Linked DNA regions of Bactrocera dorsalis: region 2 is linked to region 1. The links are chromatin contacts, called in public Hi-C maps. All regions are on one chromosome and are shown on one strand. The core of a region is the stretch at or near the end of the contact, and the rest is flanking DNA. Distances in the headings are between cores, read along the strand shown. Region 1 overlaps LOC105222400 (plastin-3). Region 2 holds the start of LOC105222400 (plastin-3).

Region 1 (3,883 bases), core at 346-2,845:
ACAAGAAATGTAAACTTTTAGTGAAAATTTCGCAACATTTTTTTTCTCAAACAGTTCTAATCGAAAAAAAAAAAATCCTTTATTCAAGTCTTTAGCAATTGTATCTCAAAGGCCTAAGTAAATTTTCAAGAAGATCGGTTGAGTAGATCTTGAGAAATCTTGCCCACCGACTTCAAAAACACGGTTTTGAGAAAAATACGTTTAAAGATGGCGTACTTAGCCAGCAGCTAGCTTCGAGCGCCGCACTAGTTCTCAAGGCTATATTTCCGAAACTATTACTCGCATCAACTTAAAAATTTAGAATAATATTTTAGAAGTGTTGTAGAATTTATTAAGATAATGAAAAATCGATTTTTTGAAACTTTGAAACGTAAACCCATGTATAACTCCTTAAAACATTGTTTTCCTACTGAATTCGTCAAAATCTTTTTGCTCTATGAAATATCGAATATAATCATATTTTTACGGTATTAGAACCTTGGTTACTCAAATATACATACATATGTATATGACACATGAAAAATTTTCAGATTTCATTCAAAACCATCGCGAAATTATTCAATTATTTTGAATTCGCCCAAATTGCTGCTTCTCGCACGCTTATTTACTTTAGTCGTCACAGATGTATGTATATGTATGTATGTACATACATGCAATGTGTACATTTGCAAATAAAATATACATTCATACATACATAAACACTCGGTCTTTGGATGTGGTGCGGTGAATATTGTGATTCATTTGATTATGATAATTATTAGCAGCAACCTTCGATGTGTGAGCAACGGCAAATGGCGAATGAAATCAATGGCCACCTTTGTTTACAGTTGCAAACTGTAAATTCCAGTTGGAATTCCGTCCAGGTCGTCAATCACAAATTCACTGGGAGTGTAGCACCACCACATTCCTGTCATTGCCCTTATTTAGTGTTGGCAGGCTTCCTTAAAAAAAGAGTAAACAAATCATATAACTTAAGTGAATAAGTGAGTAAATGGTGGCGTGGTGGCGCACTGGTCTGGTATGCCGGGAAAGCAATTAAACACGCAAATTGCGGACGTACATTTGCATGTGTGAGCATGTGTCTGTTAACGCATAAGCAGCAAACGTTATTGCGCATCCGCGCAGTAAGCTTCGCCGCCGCAGTCGCTGTGAACACTAGCGCAGTTGTAAAACGCTGACGTCAGCGTCACCGCTACTGCTGGGTGATTGTCATTATCAGCCATGCCGGCTAGCGGCGGTGCTTTGCGGCAGTGTTGTGTGTGGGTTGTGGTTGTTTCTTGCCGACTAGCTCAAAGGCCAGCAAACAGGTTTTACGCGCCTCAAATACGAGTCATAGCCGAGCTAAAGTCGGTGTCAACTTCCACTGCCGCAGCCACAGCTGCGTCGAATTTGGTGTTTATTGTATTTAAATTTTATTATATTTGCTTGGCAATGTTGTTGCTGTTTATGTACATGTCGAATGGGTGATTTACGTGCTGCCGAAGCTGACCTATGCGCATAAATACACGAAAACATATACATACTTACATATACGAATGCTTAAAATCGATTGCGCGCTGAAATCACCCGCAACCGGAGGTGATCGCACGACAGCGCTGATGTTGGCCGCGACGCCGATTCGTCACGAGCATGTAAATTAAATATTTCGAGGGCTAAACTGTATGAGTCATGTCATTTAATGCTTTGATTCATGTTTTGGATAGCCCATTCCGCTGAACGCGTTTCCTTGCTGTCAAATTATTACTTCAGTATTCACTTATGCATTTTTTATGTACTATACGTATGCATATTTGTATGTATTCCTGAAATTAATTTTATTTTTTTTTTACTTCTCATTAATAGATCGATGCCAACAAAGATGGCTTCATCGATTTGAGCGAGTTGAAGGACGCTTTGGATCAGGTCGGTTTCAAATTGCCTGGCTACCAGGTGCGCGAGATGATCGATGAATTTCAGAATAAGCAACGCACATCACATCAGGGCAAACTTAATATCGAGGAATTCGAAAATCTCTGCCTCGATCTCAAATCCAAAGATGTGGCAAGCACCTTCAAAACCGTCGTCTCGAAAAAGGAGAACCTCGAAACGTTGGGTGGCATGTCGAGCATATCGTCCGAAGGCACCACGCACTCAGTGCGTCTTGAAGAGCAACTTGCCTTCTCCGATTGGATCAATTCGAATTTAGGTTATGATCAAGATCTGAAGCATTTGCTACCCATCGATGCCGAGGGCAAACATCTGTACCAAGCAATTAAGGATGGTATCTTACTGTGCAAGATTATCAATCATTCCTGCCCGGATACGATCGATGAGCGTGCCATCAACAAGAAGAATTTAACTGTTTATCGCGAATTTGAAAACTTGACGCTGGCGCTAGTTTCATCGCAAGCGATTGGTTGCAACATAGTCAATATCGACGCACACGATTTGGCCAAAGGCAAGCCACATTTGGTTTTGGGCTTGTTGTGGCAAATTATTCGTATTGGTCTCTTCAGTCACATCACGCTCGACAGCTGTCCCGGCTTGGCGGGTCTGCTCTTTGACAACGAACGTTTGGAAGATTTGATGAAGCTATCACCGGAAGCCATACTATTGCGTTGGGTCAACCATCATTTGGAACGTGCTGGCATTTCACGTCGCTGCACCAATTTCCAATCCGACATTGTAGACTCAGAAATCTATTCACATTTGCTGAAGCAGATTGCCGGTAACGATGTCGATGTCAATTTGGAGGCATTACGCGAGTCGGATCTGACATCACGCGCGGAGATTATGTTGCAGCAGGCGGCCAAATTAAACTGTCGCAGCTTCTTGACACCGCAGGACGTTGTCAATGGGGTCTACAAGTTGAATTTGGCCTTCGTTGCGAACCTGTTCAACAATCATCCAGGACTCGATAGGCCGGAACAAATCGATGGCTTAGAGTCGATCGAGGAAACACGTGAAGAGAAAAGTAAGTATTGTTCGAATTGGAGTTGTTATCGACATTAACTTTTTATAAAGTTAAAAATAAGTTTTGTAAAATGATTAACGACTAATCTTACTATTATTAAATAGCTTACAGAAACTGGATGAATTCAATGGGCGTTGCACCACATGTCAACTGGTTGTATTCGGATCTTGCTGACGGCTTGGTCATCTTTCAGCTGTTCGACATCATCAAGCCAGGTATTGTGCATTGGCAGCGTGTGCACAAACGCTTCACGCCCCTACGCAAGTTCATGGAAAAATTGGAAAATTGCAATTATGCTGTGGACTTAGGCAAGCAGCTTAAATTTTCGCTTGTCGGTATTGCCGGCCAAGATTTGAACGATGGAAATGCTACACTAACTTTAGGTGTGTAAAACTTGGAGCCGTTAGCAAAAAAAAATTATAAATTATTTTAATTAAATCATTTATTTTTCCCTCAATGTATAGCGCTAATTTGGCAACTGATGCGTGCCTACACTTTGTCCATTTTGTCGCGTTTAGCCAACACCGGCAGTCCCATAATCGAGAAGGAGATCGTGCAGTGGGTCAACAGCAAACTGTCTGCCGCCGGCAAAACATCTAGCTTGAAGAACTTCAACGACTCAGCCATTGCCGATGGTAAAATTGTAATCGATTTGATTGATTCCATTAAGGAGGGTAGCATAAACTACGACTTGGTGCGAACTGGCGGTACCGAAGAGGTTTGTGCGAATGCAAATCAAAACTTTTATTTCTTATTACAATGTAAATTTATTCTTTTGTCTTTAGGATAACTTGGCCAATGCTAAATATGCTATTTCGATGGCTCGTAAAATTGGTGCACGCGTTTACGCTCTGCCCGAAGATATAACGGAAGTGAAACCCAAAATGGTGATGACCGTCTTCGCCTGCATGATGGCGTTGGACTACATAC
Region 2 (3,665 bases), core at 1,098-3,597, 35 kb before region 1:
ACGTAACTTTAAAATGCAAGAAACAAACGAGTCAAAGAAAGACAATGAAATGGAAACAAGTGGGAATGAAGATGAGAGTGAGGAAGAAGACTCAGATGCCCAAAAGAACGGTGACCATCAAACCACTTTTTGTGTTTAAAACATAACATGTAAATATGCTAATGATAATTTCAATATTCCGCAGTCGTTGCCATTGACTCCAAGTCGGCTCTGTTAGAATCCAATCAGTCTAACATCAAATGGGTACCGGATGATGATGACGCTGAGAGTAATGTTGAAAGCATGTGCTCGGAAAACGTCGCCGACGAAGGCGATGAAAGCGAACGCAGCCTCTCACAACAAGTGGAAAAACAAATGCGTAAATTTTCCAAAAAGGAGTCAAAACGTGAATTAAGTCGAAAACATTTGCAACGTAAGTTTTATATAAATTATGTGATCAATTTTATATTTACATATTTCTAACTCTAGATGATGCCAGTGATTCGGAGGAAGAAACAAAAGTTATTTTGTGAGGAAATTGAATTTTTCATACATCTCTTGTTAGAATATTAAGAACTGATTTTAATAAATATGCCTAGGCATGCAAAACAAAACACCAGCTTTATTAATTTCAGATGTTCAGTGTGAAAATTTCATATTATCACATCGCAACCTTTACCCCTTAACATATACGTTTTCTACTATTTAAATAGTATTGCAAAAATCGAACAATGACTTTATTCAACAGAGTTGTGTAGTTGGCTATTTTACATTTCTATAAACATACCTATACATAATATAACTGCACATTGTTTTTTTTTTTCTTTTTCAAATTAAAGTCAACATGAACACGATTACACCATATAAGCAATATTCACTTAGCACTAAATACATATACATAAGGAAGCTTAAGAAGCTTTGGGTCTTTTTGCTTCAGACATTGGCGCAATAAATATGTTGTAGGGTAATAGCAACCAATTAACAAGCTGAAGACTTATCAGCGCTTCAATCAGGTTGTATCATTGCCAATGCCATTCTTTTGATCCAGCTTATTTGAATTCGACTTAACCATGTACACGAAATATGTGATGGTTTCCTTCTCTTTGATCGGTATCGTTTTGAAATGCTTCATGATGGTCTGAAAATTAGAAAAAAAAATTATATTTTTGAAACTATAACTTTGAATTGTCGAAAATATTTGAATTAACACATATACAACAACTATACACTTACGTCTGCTAACTGTTGTCGCTTCATACCAGGTCTCGTCTGCACTTTATAGTGACGTTTGTATCGTCGCAATGTATTAACTTGCAGTTGATAGAGGTCCGGCATAACGACATCTGGTGTTTCATTGTCGGTTTCATTGCTATCCTCCTCAGATTCCTTACGTCGGCGTTTACTGCGTGCAGATTGTATTTGCGATTTGTGATATTCACAGATGTAAATGCGTTCCGCAGTGGGATCATTACGCAGTTTTAGACGTTTTTGTTGCACAGTTTTTTGTATACGTTTACTATATCTGGCATTTCCAGCAGGATTGCGGCAACGTTCGTCATCATCGATAAGGCAACATGTACTGTGGCCATCACGAGAGTCCTCGTCTGCCGAACTGAACCCACCGTTATTCATGTTAACAGCTACTTAACAATAACAAACTAGTTTTCTGTAAAGTTAAAATTTTCCTCACGAGTTTTGATATTTATTGAATTTTCAAGCTTTTACACAATGTAATTTTCATGTAAATCAATTCCACAATTACGTAGTAGCAAAACTTTCACACCTCACTCCTCGGATACGCAGCAACGCATTCAACGTTTTCTTCATGAAAGTCACGTAGACTTTTTTATATATTTTCTTTTCTTGCTGAACTGTCTTAACTATTCGTTTTTTCTTAGCTTAGTTTGCTTGCAGTTGAATCTGGACAAACAAACATTTTTTTTGTAGAATTAACTTTACACAGAGACATCACGAATGTAAAAGAATAAAAATTACAATTGGAAACAATAAAATAAAGAAAGAAGTGACAAAGCGTATACGAAAAATGTAGTGTTGAAAAACGCAACATTTTTTACAAACGTCAACTGTCGGCTTGTACGAAATGTTCACACCCTTTTCAGAAGCAAATTGCCAGAAAAATATGCAGTGTTGATATATTTAAAAATTAAAACTTTTATAGAATTGTAAGATTATTTTTAGAATTATACTAATTATATTATAATGATAATCATTAACCGTCGATTTTGAAAAAAATCTTACTATTTTTAAAGAGACAAGTAAACACTGAATTGAAGCCTCGAATCAACCCTGTATACTCAAAGTCTTGCTCAAAACGAAACTGAAAACTAAACGCCGATTACACTTTACATTCTTTCGCAAGTGTTGAAGCAGAGTAGTCAATTTCATTTTAGTTCGCAAAATCGAATTGGAAAGCAACGCTAGAGAATTATAAAATACTTGTCCCGCCCGCCCTATAGCATAATTAAGAAAAAAGAAATAACTACATTTACACGTTGCATTTGTTTTATTTGTGTTCTTTGAGTGAATTTAAAGTGATTGGGAATGTGCATTGCTGCGGCGTGTTTCAGCAGTAACTAAAAGTTGAGGAAAATTGCAACGAAAGCACAAATATAATATATTAAATCTGAAATAAGTGAAAGAAATCGCGAATTACAAAGCCAGAATCCGAAAGTCGCGAGTGTTGTCCGTGTAGTTGTAAAGTGGCTGAAGGAACACACACATACACCAAATAGCGGAAGAAAACGCCGCTGTTGCTGTTATTGTCGCAGTTGCCGTTGTCGTCGGCGAAGAAGTAGGAAAAAGTAAAAAAGCAGTTTAGCTCGTTGGTGCAAAGAATTCCACATTAAAATTGGTTCGCGAAAAAATTAATAAACAAATAACAAAAACACATAAAATGTCGGTTTTAAATAAATTCACAAAAACCTTGTCGGCGGATGAAAAGGCAGAAATTTTGGAGAAATTTACAGAAGTAAGTAAACAATACAAAAAAACATTGCTGCACCCCCCACACAGAATAGAATAGTTGATTGGTTATGTGTTTGTGGAATGCTAGCAGAATGTGAAGCGGTCGACGCTGACGTTGTCTGTACAGCGAAGTCGACGCGTTAGTGGCAGTCGCTACATTATTAATTGCACAAGTGGTGTTTTTTTTTACTTATTGTATGAGCAGAATAAAGTTACAAAATTATGTTTTAAAAAAATTTACGCCAAATTGGCATATCTCAAGTTGACGCACTTGATGAGTCATACTGCAGTCGCGTTGAGGTAGTGGTAAAACAGACGACTGATGCGCAAACTGAGGGCGAGGTCACCTAATGAGTGATGGGACGTAACGCCGCTGAACTGTGGAGCTTAGGTACAACGTGTATACAGGATAGAATATAAAGTCCTTCTGCGGGCATTACAATCAGACTGATTTAAAGGAGTGTCTTTATAGAAATAAAGTAGTGTAAATTTAGACAGAAATGATTTATAGTATATTCAAAGCGCAAAAGTGGATTATTAATAGTGCAGTTTTGCACCCCCATGATGGAACTAGATTCGCAACAAGGGTGGCTTTGATAAATGAATTCTTGCTAGCTTCTAGGTGTCCTACGTACTTATATATGTACATATATAAGCGGCGACATTTTGACGAATATTGGGGAAATATTTTTTTAAAGCAA

What was found. A called contact is a pair of places that touch in the nucleus more often than the background predicts.
Region 2: a contact with region 1 is called in a Hi-C map of whole body, with 7 times the contacts expected there. The contact joins the promoter of LOC105222400 here to the enhancer-like site in region 1. A contact is called at or near these places in 2 of 2 Hi-C or Micro-C datasets (both in whole body).

What each region holds. Positions count from the first base shown.
Region 1 is chr4:41,121,208-41,125,090 of ASM2337382v1, reverse strand. It overlaps LOC105222400 (plastin-3), which reads left to right. Exons shown (of 5, transcript XM_011199720.4): 2 at 1,843-2,953; 3 at 3,058-3,336; 4 at 3,418-3,671; 5 at 3,739-3,883. Among protein-coding and RNA genes, the nearest start is that of LOC105222401, 5.4 kb to the right of the region's middle. Within about 2 kb of position 1,595, the one cell type or tissue checked has open chromatin away from gene starts, as enhancers often do.
Region 2 is chr4:41,157,287-41,160,951 of ASM2337382v1, reverse strand. It overlaps LOC105222400 (plastin-3), which reads left to right and starts at 2,347. Exons shown (of 5, transcript XM_011199720.4): 1 at 2,347-2,968. The coding sequence starts at 2,894. LOC105222399 (histone deacetylase complex subunit SAP30 homolog) reads right to left here and starts at 1,979. Exons shown (of 2, transcript XM_011199718.4): 1 at 1,213-1,979; 2 at 690-1,117. The coding sequence starts at 1,611. The coding sequence ends at 989. It overlaps LOC105222397 (exosome complex component RRP45), which reads left to right. Exons shown (of 5, transcript XM_011199717.4): 3 at 1-110; 4 at 185-412; 5 at 469-593. The coding sequence ends at 512.